Linked DNA regions of Mus musculus: regions 1 and 3 are each linked to region 2. The links are chromatin contacts, called in public HiChIP or PLAC-seq and Micro-C maps. All regions are on one chromosome and are shown on one strand. The core of a region is the stretch at or near the end of the contact, and the rest is flanking DNA. Distances in the headings are between cores, read along the strand shown.

Region 1 (3,705 bases), core at 1,158-3,657, 130 kb after region 2:
CCTGGTGGTGGGATGGGACAGGGTAGGCTGGGGTTGGGTGGAAGTGGGTGGGGTGAGGTGGTTAGGAGGCCTGGGGGCAGACGGGAAACCATAGCTTACTCTCATTTTACTTGTCAGGGAGAAATAAGGCAAAGGCTACAGGTACATGTGTTGGAGCAAGCTTGTAGGAAATTATAGACCAGACTGTTCTGTGAGGCCAGTCTAGCCTGTGGCTTCTCCCTAGAGCCCTGGCTTTCTAGATTAGCCCTCCGTGCCATCCAAAAGTGGAATTCTGTGAACTTTCCTCCTTCCAGTGTATCAGAGGGCTTTTTTTTTCCCCAAAGGGAGGCCTTGTCTTTCTTCACACAGAACCCTGTATTCACAAGTCCAGCCCCATAGCTCCAAGTATGATCTCAGTTATGTTCAACCTCAGGGTTTCTGAGCACTTCGTGCTACTGATGGGACTGGGCATACAAGTGCCAGAAAGGCTCTGTCCCCAGGACCTGTAGAGCCAGTGCTTTATAGCCCTGGCTGTCCTGGAACTCACTTTGTAGACCAGGCTGGCCTCGAACTCAGAAATCTGCCTGCCTCTGCCTCCCTAGTGCTGGGATCAAAGGCGTGCGCCACCACGCCCGGCGAGCCAGTGCTTTTCAGAGTAAACTACTCTATACTCCTTAATGTCCACCCTACACCTGTAACACCTGCTCCTGGGCCCCACCCCTTCACCTTCAATAGCCTGCCACACCCACACCCACCAATAAACTAATAGTTATTTTCTCCTCTATTCTTCTCATGAAGAACTGAGATACTGGGCTGCCACCTGCTGGAACGTTGTTGTAATGGCACCTAAGTGCACCAGCCCTTCCTGGAGTTGGGTAGTGTGCTGCTGGGCAGCTGCTACCTGTTGCATTGGCTTGCTGTCGTGCATTTATTTAAACACCCCATCTTTCCGACTACACTGAAAGAGTCTTGAACGTAACAACTTTGAATTTCCATTGTGGCTGTATTGACCTGGCTTCTGCCAGAGGTGACAGAAGAGCTTGTTGAGTAGCCCTAGTAGAAATGTTGGTTGCCTTAGGTTCAGGGGATTGGCTTCAATTGGTGAATGTTCTCTGAACTTAGAGGTTGCTAAGAAACGTTTCTGAGTTCTTCAGAGCCTGTCAGTGTCAGGGGCTATGGGGCGGGGCATGTGATGAGGGACTGGCAGAGGGGATAGGACCCCATCAGCCTCTGGCCTGTTCAAAGCTCCCATCTTCAGAACACATCAGAGCAACTGAGAGAGTACCAAGGCAGACAGACCTCATGCAGTAGAGAGTAGGCTCTCCAGCTAGGGAGGGAAGGCTGCCCTCTGGAACACATTATACCTGGGGTAGGCTCCTTGTAGTATAGGTATGCAGAGGTAACAATGAGAACTAGGCCCTTCTTGGGAGCTCTGGGCTGTGGGACAGGGTAGTAGTCATGGCTCTCTCTCATCCTACTCTATTATTAGACCACAGCATCAAACACTTCACACATCTCTTAACAGAACTCCATCTAGCAGTCACTCTGTAGGTGACACTGAGGGAAAAGAGGAAGTTGTGTCTTCACTGGGCTCCATTTAAAGAGAGATGCCTCATTTACAAAGCCTGTTTCCTCAGAGGCTCTGGTCTGCAGTGCTACACAACTCCTCAGAAGTCCTACATCACTCTAGCCTGATCTCAGAAGACACTCTTCTGTCCCTGGGCCTGTCCTGATGTGCTCATTCATAGATTTCTGGGGTTATCCACTGCAGGCTGTTTCCCTCTTTGCCCTGGCTGCCAGCAAGCTCCGAGTGGACACGTTTGTTCTTTTCCTATGACTTTTCTGAACTAAGGTTTGCTCTGGTGTATGCTCCCTCCACTCTGTCCCCAGGACTGCTTGTTTCTGTGTTTGCTTTGCCTTTGAATTTTGCTTTTGGGGATGGATTTTAGCAGAAGGATCAGCAAGCAGTAAAGCCGGATGCCTACCCCAGCTTGCAGTCCCCACTCTCTGGCCATACATCCTGAACAAGGTGACTCTGCTTGTCAGTTCTTTATTCCTTCCTTGGAGAGTTGGGTCATGACCACAGTGAATGAGTTGTTGTAAAGGTCAGTCTTGTCCAGGCCTGGCTGCCCTGTGGCTCTAGGACCTGAAAAGCTACACTAGCAATGGGACCAACTCTTAGGGAATTCCTAGGACAGAAGGGTTTGCTGGGATGCAGGCATTTCAGCACTGAGATGGAGAGTTCCAAGGAAAACAGATGGATTGGTCATTCTAGTTAGCTCTCTACCTTTTCTCTCCTCACACTGCCCCCTCCCCCTTCCCTGATGCCCTGTTGCTATGGCAGGTGTCCTGGAAGGCTGCAGCTTCCACCACTCTTGCTGCAGCTTCTGCTGCTGTTGACTGCTGAGACTGAGGCCCTGCTGTGTTTGCAGCTGGCAGTGCAGTCAGCTCTGGGGGCCTCTTTTGCAGCTTGGCCAGCTACATGACTCTTACTCACCTGCCAGATAGGCCACTCCCCTGCTCTTTGGTTTGGTGTGCCAGCTTCCCGTTGTTCTGCTGCCCTTGCTCTTGCCGCCACTCCACTGTCATTGCTCGTGCTCATGGCACCAGCTCAGTCACTCCACGAAAAGTGGGTAGGAAAGGACTGTGGAAGAGAAGCTTTGCATCGGGCCTAATGTAACAGCAAGAGAGACAGTGCAGGATGCTAGGTGCGCTGGGGATGTCTCTCAGTTAGCTGACTGTCATAAGTCCGTCTTCTGTGACTGGAGAAGTGTGTTTGTACCAATCCTAGTAAACTCTACATTCAAGGGAATGCTCTTGTTGGCATTGTCACAATGCTGTACTTGGCTTGGCCACAACAGAAGTGCCCCTTCCTAGACTTAGACAGAAATGGCTGTAGGTTCACTTAGAGTTCACTGAGGCTTGTAGTAGCAAAAAAAAAAAAAAAAAAAAAGTCCGCCACAAATTGTTTGGAACTGTCCTAACTGGAGCTGTGCCTTCAGAATCCAGAGCAATTAACCGAGACCATCATGCAGTTTCCTCAGAGCGTCCAGGGAGTGTTCCAAAGCGCCATTGCTGGCGTGCAGCCATCGGCCTGCTGTTCGGCCATATTTACTGCCCATGTGCCCAAGGTAGCCAGGGAAGCTCGAGAAGATCTAAAAGCTGTCAGTTAGGGAGCTTTGCCCAGTGTCCCAGATTCTTTGCTTATTTACAGGAAAACGAACCCTAGGAGTGCCGACAGGAAGAACTTATCACTATCACTAGTAGTGAGTGCTCCCCACCGCCACCACCCAGTGCTAGGCAAGTGCTGTACTACTGAACTGTCTCTGCATCCCCATTACTAGTGATTTTTTAAGTGATTTGATCCCAGAGAGAGAGAGAGAGAGAGAGAGAGAGAGAGAGAGGTGAGACATTTTCTGTCTCATTACCATGAGGCAGCTAACTGTTGGAACATAAATCCTATCTACAGGTGGCCTTCTGGGGTCCTGGGGTGAGGATGGGAACAAAGGGACATGGAGCTGTGGTCCAGATTGAAGGCTTGAATGTGGCTGTCCCTCCTGCAGGTGGTAGGATGGGCAGTTGGAGTTTAGCATTGTCTTGCCCTGCTCAGAGAAGCACTATGTCTCTTTTGGGCCTTGCCCCTCTCAGCTGCCGTAACCATTCTGCCAGGGCAGCCTGGGCTGTGGCGATTCCTTCCCCTCTGCTCCTTTAGATGGAGCTCAGGGG
Region 2 (3,649 bases), core at 1,009-3,508:
ACTGCCCCCTGCCTACTGCCCCCTGCCTACTGCCCACTGCCCCCTGCCTACTGCCCACTGCCCCCTGCCTGCTGCCCCCTGCCCACTGCCCGCTGTCCACTGCCCTCTGCCCTGGTCTTTTAAGGCTTAGCTCAACCATTTCCAGTTTCTTCTCCCCACCAAAGCCCAGGCTTCCCACTGGGGGCACCACATCTCTAGCCACGGACCTCCCTGGAGTAGTGGCTGTAATTATTTTGGACGCCTTTCCCCTGGGGGCAGGGACCAAGCTCTATTCATGTCTTCGCCTTCCATATGGGTCTTGACATAGAAGATGTGTTCAAAAAGTCAAGTGAATGAATTAAAAGAATTGTTTCCCCTTGGATTCAATCGAAGAGGCGATTGCAGTCACTTGCATCATGCAATCTTCATTGTGCCGACTTGAAAAACACTTTTTCTTCTCCTCCCACGACCAGTGTGACTCATCCCTGGGGCAGATAACACAGCTAGAAACTTCACTTTCTAAAATCTTTTCAAAAATCTGCTTTTTGAACATTCTCCTCCCAAGACAAAAACACAAGGAGGGTTTGGATTCTCTCAACTTGGCGGTTGACTGACAGAGTGCTAAAGATGTTTGGAGCTTCATCTCTGCAAGAGCCTCCAAAAAAGAACAGGCAGGCGAGTCACCGAGCGAGTCGTTCATCTTGGCTCCACTCATGGCTCTCTCAGGCCTTAGCACCACTTCTCACTCAACAGACACAGCACCTCCATCATTCCTGGAAGGCGTGGAGACTGAAGACCAAGAAAAAGCACAAACCAATAAAAGCTGACGTGGAGCTTAGGTCTGTCTAAGCCAGAAGGGTGCTGTAGCAATGTTACCCTGTTTGTTCTGGGTTCAATAGAAGACAGGCCCACCAAAATTGGGTGCTGATCTTTTGTATACATGTGATCTATGCACGTGTTCCTGTGATGTTCCTATGGGGTATATACTGTGTGTTCAGTTGCATGTACACCTGTGTTTACATTCTTGGGGAGGTCAGAGGTCAATGACAAATATCTTTAATTGTTCTCCACTTGATTGATCATCAGTGCTTTGGAGGTTTAACATATGTTTTTTTTTTAAAGAGTTTTTTTATGTCTATGAGTGTTTTGCTTGCATACCTGATGCCCTGGGAGAAGAGACGAGGGAGTCAGATCCTTGGAGTTAGAGCTGCAGTTCTGGATGGATGTAGGTACTAGAAATTGAACCCAGGTTCTCTGCAAGATAAGGAAGAATTCTTATCTTCAAAGCCATCTCTCCAGCCCCACCATTTTGGGTCTTGAAGACAGGGTCTCATAGAACCCAGACTGATCCTGCTGTTTCTGTCTCCCACAGGTTGGCTTATAGGCACTAACCACCACACCTAGATTTCCATCTTCTTTTTTTAAAACAGTCTTCTATTGAATTTGACACTCACAGATCCAGCTAGATTGGCTGGCCAATTAACTCTGAAATTGACTGATTCCACCCTTAACCCCCCAGTGCTGGGATTGTAGATATGTACCACACGCAGCTTTGAGATGGATTCTGGGATCTGAATCCAGGTTCTCTTGCATGTGTGTCACACTCTCCTCACTGAGCCACCTCCCAGCCTTGAACACCCATCCTTGACAAGACAAGATGTGGGCAAGGACAGCATCCCTGGGAAAACACGGTATTCTCCTTTCTGGTTTGTGGCTGTGACAAAACACTGACTAAAAGCAACGTAGGGAGGGGAAAGGGATTATTTGGCTTATGGGTCACAGTTCATCACTGAGGGAAGTCAGGGCAGGAACTCAAGGTAGGAACCTGGAGGCAGGAGGTAAAGCAAAGAAGACAGAGAAACGCTGCCTACTGGTTTCCCTGCGTCTTTCTCTGTTTCCTTTCTTACACAACCTAGGACCATTTGCCAAGAGGTGGTACTGCCCACAGTGGGCTGGGCCCTCCCACATCAATAGTTAATCATGAAAATACCCACAGACATGTCAATGTGATAGAGGCAATCCCTCAACTGAAGTTCCCTCTTCTCAGGTGATGCTAGTGCGTGTCAAGGTGACAAAAACTCACCAGCACACACAGTTTTCAGTGATGGTTATGACGAGCACCTGCCCCAGCCACCAACCTGCTCTTTCCCGTGTCCCTCTTTGCACCTTGACTGCAGTGCCAGGAGCTTTTTCTCCTGTCCACCCCCACACAAGGACATAAAAGCCCCTTTCTCCTAGCTTGCCGCTTAATTACAACTTACTGCTCCTTGTCCCAGCACTGCCATGGCAACAAGTAGCATTGGTACAAGAGTCAAAAGCAAGAAAGGTTGCCTGGCAACAGAGTAGTAGGATGAATTCAGCGATCCCAGAGGCCCAAGTTCTAGCTTGGGTTCTGACTACCTGGGACACAGCAGATAAAAACCGAGCTCCCCTGCACTTTGATTAGCCTTGGGGATTGTATTGTTATTTGTGAAACAAAGGTAGGAACAACGTTGGTCTCAGAGGACTGCTGTAAAGAGCAGCTCATTCCACTTATTCTGGGTCGCTGTTGTTGGGAGAGAAAAATCGCACGTGTGGACTAAGCACAAAGCAAACCAATGTCAAAGACAGACCAAGGTCAAAGGCAGATTACTTTCTGAAGACTGAGCTGCAGGAGTGTCAGTCACTTTGGTGCCATCTCTTTGTTATGGTCTCCTTCCTGTAGCCTCTTTGATAGTGTCTCCTGGGAGGATCATCAAATGTGTCAGTTATAATTCAAATGTAGATGCTGTTCGGCCAATCAACTTTATCTCTAGGAATCTTTGATATGGAAATACATGAAAATGTTTTCAAGCTGAAAACTGAATATGAACCCAAGAGGCCATTGAAGAGGGGACAACAGCACATCAAGCAGTGGGACCAATGGGATGCTGTGCAGTTTGAGAGGAGTCATTTGTCCAGTGATTGCTATTCTTGTTTTGTTTTGTTTTTTGTTTTGTTTTGTTTTTTGAGACAAGTCCCCATGTAGCCGGAGCTGGCTTCAGGTTTGCTAGGTAGCCGTATGACCTTAAACTTCTGATCTTCCTGCTTCCACCTCCTGAGGGCTGGGAGTCTAAGCATGTATCACCAACCTCAGTTTAATGCTGTGCCGAGGATAGAACCCAGGTCCTGCACATCCTATACCAACTGTGTCACATCCTCAGCACTTAGGAATTGGGGCCACTGAATATTACCTGCTACTGATTGTTCCCTGTAGTCCCTCAAGGCCCTGTGAAGAGGTCATGCCATTTGTAACAGCAAGATACTAGAAAACAAAATGGCCAGCATTTGAAATTAAAGTAACACTCTGTAGGGTTAAAAAGGTAGCTCTTCATTCAACAACAGACAAGGGGGTCTCTAAAATAAGATGTGTAGCAAATGAAGGCAAATGGCAGACAGACACACCCTTTCCAAAGATGTACCTACAAACACATCTCAAAATGCCTGGGAGGACTTGTCTCAGAGTATAAACAGTCACTTCTTGTTGCTTCCAGAAGAGGTGATAAATGCTTAAATATCCTCAAATGTTGTGTATTCCATTCCACCCACCTGAAAAGCCAGCCAGGGCCAGATAAACACCATTACCTCGCTAGCATACAGCAGTGGGCCTCACGATACTCTCCAAGTCCTTGTTGTCTCTATCACAATGTTG
Region 3 (4,196 bases), core at 248-2,747, 190 kb before region 2:
CTGTAACTCCTTCCATGGGTGTTTTGTTCCCAAATCTAAGGAGGGGCATAGTGTCCACACTTCAGTCTTCATTCTCCTTGAGTTTCATGTGTTTAGCAAATTATATCTTATATCTTGGGTATCCTAGGTTTGGGGCTAATATCCACTTATCAGTGAATACATATTGTGTGAGTTTCTTTGTGAATGTGTTACCTCACTCAGGATGATGCCCTCCAGGTCCATCCATTTGGCTAGGAATTTCATAAATTCATTCTTTTTAATAGCTGAGTAGTACTCCATTGTGTAGATGTACCACATTTTCTGTATCCATTCCTCTGTTGAGGGGCATCTAGGTTCTTTCCAGCTTCTGGCTATTATAAATAAGGCTGCTATGAACATAGTGGAGCATGTGTCCTTCTTACCTGTTGGGGCATCTTCTGGATATATGCCCAGGAGAGGTATTGCTGGATCCTCCGGTAGTACTATGTCCAGTTTTCTGAGGAACCGCCAGACTGATTGGAAATGTCTCTTGAGCTATGGTGAGCTGCTGGCAGGCCAGGAGGCTTGCTCATCATCACACCACTTGCACTGGACTTAGAGCACAGTGGGAACCCAGCAAATGTTCCAGGAAGGAATCATTCAATCGACCAAAGCACTTTCCAAGAAATAATGAGACATCCAAGGTCTTGAGGCAGGGGAGTGAGCTGTCAGATCTGGGCTTCCCTGGACAAGCCTTTCACTGAGAGGGTTTTAAGCTTCGATTAGAGTGGCTTTGAATTTCTTCTGTTCTGATACTTGATTCTCATCACTTCCAGACGACATTTAGATGCAATGGGAACAGTCATAGTAATAGCCTCGGTTTCCCCTTTGGAGTCAGGACTGGTGATCAATTTAGGTTTGGCCCTGACTTCTCTGTCAACAAGGCTGTGGGAAGTGGAGGGGCAAAGTGGGGACCTACAGATCTGACCTATGGGGAATTGGGTACCACCCTTAGATCATTGCAAATCTGATCATGGACCCCACTGTGGTTGAGGAAGACTGGAAGGTTTAGAGGCAGCGCTTACAAAGGTGAGCTGGTCAGGTAGTGGATCACAACGTCTCTAGTAGAAACTGTTAGGTGCCTCAGTTTCCCCGTCTGTGCAAAGTGCATTGTACAGAAGGCACAAGACCACGCACATCGGGTTAAGGTGTTTCCAACCAAGTCTAGAGGCAAGGCGTAGCTGAGCCCAGGGAGGCGCAGAGGTGCGGGCTCCAGGCGCAGAGCTGATGCCTAGAGGTGAAGGCTCCAGGCCTTGTATCAGAAAGGTCCCGGGAGTCCATCTTTGCTCTGAGTGGAAAAAACTAGGAACTGGACGCCAGTAACCTGAGCCAGGGGCAGACCCGTCCGCAGGGCTGGGAGGGGCGAGTTTGGGCGCCCCGCCTGCGGTGCTCTCAGCAGCGGCTCAGGGCGCTGGGGGGCGGGAAGAGGTGGAGCCAGGTGGGGAGGAGCAAAACCCGGAGGCCTCGGGCACCGCGGGCAGAGCCAGAGCCGCTGGAACCTGAGCCCCGGCGTGCTGCTTTGGGAGAGTCCGCCGTCCGAGCCGAAAGCAGCCGCTGCCCGATTTCAGTACATAGTCCGGGAGAAAGGCTAGTGAGGCCGGAGACAGGGTCACGGATTCTACTGCAGTTCGGGAGCTGCCAGGTTGCCCGCGCTGGCCCTGCTGCCCTAATTGCACCTAGCCGGACTTGCTCCTCACGTCCCGGTTGCGCCATGGATCCTTCGGAGAAGAAGATATCGGTGTGGATCTGCCAGGAGGAGAAGCTGGTGTCCGGCCTCTCCCGCCGCACCACCTGCTCGGACGTGGTGCGGGTGCTTTTGGAGGACGGCTGCCGGCGGCGCTGCAGGCAGCGGCGGGGCCAGCGACGGGGCTTGACGGAAGACCCTTCGGGCCAGTTGGAGCTGCCCGAGCCCCCGGACGAAAACGACGAGGATGACGACGACGCGATGCCCCCGGGCATGCTATGTGGGCCCCCGCAGTGCTATTGCATTGTGGAGAAGTGGCGCGGCTTTGAGCGCATCCTGCCCAACAAGACGCGGATCTTGCGCCTCTGGACTGCTTGGGGCGACGAGCAGGAGAATGTACGCTTCGTGCTGGTGCGCAGCGAAGCGTCGCTGCCCAACGCCGGACCGCGCAGCGCCGAGGCGCGGGTAGTGCTCAGCCGCGAGCGCCCCTGCTTGGCCCGGGGCGCCCCAGCACGGCCCAGCCTGGCCTTGACCCAGGAGAAGCAGCGGCGGGTGGTACGCAAGGCCTTCCGCAAACTGGCCAAGCTCAACCGGAGGCGCCAGCAGCAGCCGTCGTCACCTTGTTCGTCCACGTCGTCGTCCACCGCCTCGTCCTGCTCGTCGTCTGCTCGGACCCACGAGAGCGCGTCGGTAGAACGTATGGAGACGCTGGTGCATCTGGTGCTGTCGCAGGACCACACGATTCGCCAGCAGGTGCAGCGGCTCCGGGAGCTGGACCGCGAGATAGACCGCTACGAAGCCAAGGTGCACCTAGACCGCATGCGGAGGCACGGAGTCAACTACGTGCAGGATACCTATCTAGTGGGGGCCGGCATCGACCTGGACGGACAAACTCCTGAAGGGGAGCCGGAAGATGCGACACTGGAGGAGAAGGGGACAGAACCGGCGGCACCCCTGGACAGCGAGGCGCAGGCGGCAGCGTTGGAGGAGCTGGCCAGGCGCTGTGACGACCTGGTGCGGCTGCAGGAGGAGCGCGCCCAGCAGGAGGAGTTGCTAGAGCGCCTGTCCGCCGAGATCCAGGAGGAACTGAACCAGCGCTGGATGCAGCGGCGCAATGAGGAGCTGGCGGCTCGAGAGGAGTCCCTAGAGCCCGATGGTGGTCCGGATGGCGAGCTGCTGCTGGAGCAGGAGCGGGTCAGGACGCAGCTCAGCACCAGCCTTTACATCGGGCTGAGGCTCAGCACGGACCTGGAGGCCGTCAAGGCGGACTTGGATTACAGCCAGCAGCAGAGGGACATTAAGGAGCGCGAGCTTCAGGGCCTTCTCCAGAGTTTGCACACTTTTGAGCAGACGGTGGTGCATGATGGGGCTCTGGGTTCCAGCGGACCCTCTCGCGAACCTCAGCCTCAGACCTGTGCAGAAATGTGGGTAGACCAGGCCCGGGGACTGGCTAAGAGTTGCCCGGGCAACGATGAGGACTCAGATACTGGGCTGAGCTCCATGCATAGCCAAGACTCAGACTCGGTACCCCCTGTGTGTGAATCCCTTGTGTAGAAGTAGTAGGGAGCAAGCTTAGACGCTTGCAGAATGCACTGGTTTGGCCTGCTCAGGGACATGAAGTGAGGCCATGGGGGTGAGCTCAGAGTTCCCACGGATGGGTCTGGAGAGTGAGTGTGAAGGAGGGTCCTGGACAAGGAAGCCCTAAGCTTCTAAGCTTTAGAGGGAAGTGGAGTCAGGAGGTGAGAACCCCTCCCTGTTTTTTAAAAACACATTAGGTAAGTGATGAGGTCCAAGCCCATTTTCAAAACAAGAGAAAAGGAAAACATTACGGGACATTTTTTTTTTACCACTCCTGTGCATGGGAAGGACTGATGACAGCTAGAACTTTGGTCTGTGGCATAAAGTGCTGCTAAAAGAAAACACTTGGATGGAAAGGAAATTCCTTGAATGTTAATTGTGACTGGAAACGTGTTCAAACTAGCCAAAGAGGGCGCACTAGTGTTGGTCTCTGCCTTGCTTAACATCTTTGATAAAACCCATAGGCATCAAAATCCTGACTGTTTACATTTCTTCAGGTTTGGGAATTACCCATCTGCTAAATCATTTGCCTTTTATTTCTGTCAAAGGCCAAACTGCACTGGGATGCAAGGCTGGGCCTCTCCTTACTAAATACATTGTGTTAAAGGCTCCCCACCTTCAGCCTGAAACATAGCACTTTGAGTTATAAAATCCTGGCATACATAATCCAGGGTAAAAATGTAGTCTGGCTTTTTGGGGTGTGTTTCTGCAAAGGCAGAGGTGCTGGCTTGTAATTCATGATTCAATTACAGTTAAGAAGGGGGAGCTGCAGAAGGGGGTGCAGCCTGCTTTGCTGTTTTCAAAGAACGTTCTGGTGTCAGCTACAAGTTGGAAGTAAGAATCTCCGCATAGTGTTTAGCTGCTAACTACAGCTCCGTGATTAAACACCAGCTATGATCTTCATGAATTTTACCCA

What was found. A called contact is a pair of places that touch in the nucleus more often than the background predicts. HiChIP or PLAC-seq counts read pairs in DNA pulled down with a chosen protein or histone mark.
Region 1: a contact with region 2 is called in a Micro-C map of B cells, with 8 times the contacts expected there. The contact joins the enhancer-like site here to the promoter of 4930543E12Rik in region 2. A contact is called at or near these places in 3 of 39 promoter capture datasets (the 3T3-L1 cell line, hippocampal neurons and liver), 7 of 15 datasets of contacts at CTCF or cohesin (CD8 T cells, the G1E-ER4 cell line, embryonic stem cells and 3 more), 131 of 484 Hi-C or Micro-C datasets (the AML12 cell line, the AtT-20 cell line, B cells and 74 more), 29 of 115 datasets of contacts at active chromatin or transcription factors (Th17 cells, astrocytes, a colorectal cancer cell line and 15 more) and 3 of 9 other capture datasets (embryonic tail, liver and pancreatic islet).
Region 3: a contact with region 2 is called in an H3K4me3 HiChIP or PLAC-seq map of embryonic stem cells, with 8 times the contacts expected there. The contact joins the promoter of Rassf10 here to the promoter of 4930543E12Rik in region 2. A contact is called at or near these places in 2 of 39 promoter capture datasets (Sertoli cells and embryonic stem cells), 1 of 15 datasets of contacts at CTCF or cohesin (embryonic stem cells), 4 of 484 Hi-C or Micro-C datasets (embryonic stem cells and uterus), 14 of 115 datasets of contacts at active chromatin or transcription factors (SST interneurons, craniofacial prominence, embryonic fibroblasts and 8 more) and 2 of 9 other capture datasets (macrophages and pancreatic islet).

Annotation. Positions count from the first base shown.
Region 1 is chr7:113,267,719-113,271,423 of GRCm38.p6, forward strand. All of the region lies in intron 2 of Arntl (aryl hydrocarbon receptor nuclear translocator-like), which reads left to right. Among named protein-coding and RNA genes, the nearest start is that of Gm33721, 7.8 kb to the left of the region's middle. Within about 2 kb of position 2,408, at least 33 of the 459 cell types and tissues checked have an H3K27ac peak or open chromatin away from gene starts, as enhancers often do. A contact at or near this core is called in the AtT-20 cell line, B cells, cerebellar granule neurons and 7 more, where this site is marked.
Region 2 is chr7:113,139,757-113,143,405 of GRCm38.p6, forward strand. 4930543E12Rik (RIKEN cDNA 4930543E12 gene) reads right to left here and starts at 2,259. Exons shown (of 6, transcript NR_045978.1): 1 at 2,063-2,259; 2 at 1,138-1,233.
Region 3 is chr7:112,952,465-112,956,660 of GRCm38.p6, forward strand. Rassf10 (Ras association (RalGDS/AF-6) domain family (N-terminal) member 10) reads left to right here and starts at 1,498. Exons shown (of 1, transcript NM_175279.3): 1 at 1,498-4,196. The coding sequence starts at 1,730. The coding sequence ends at 3,256.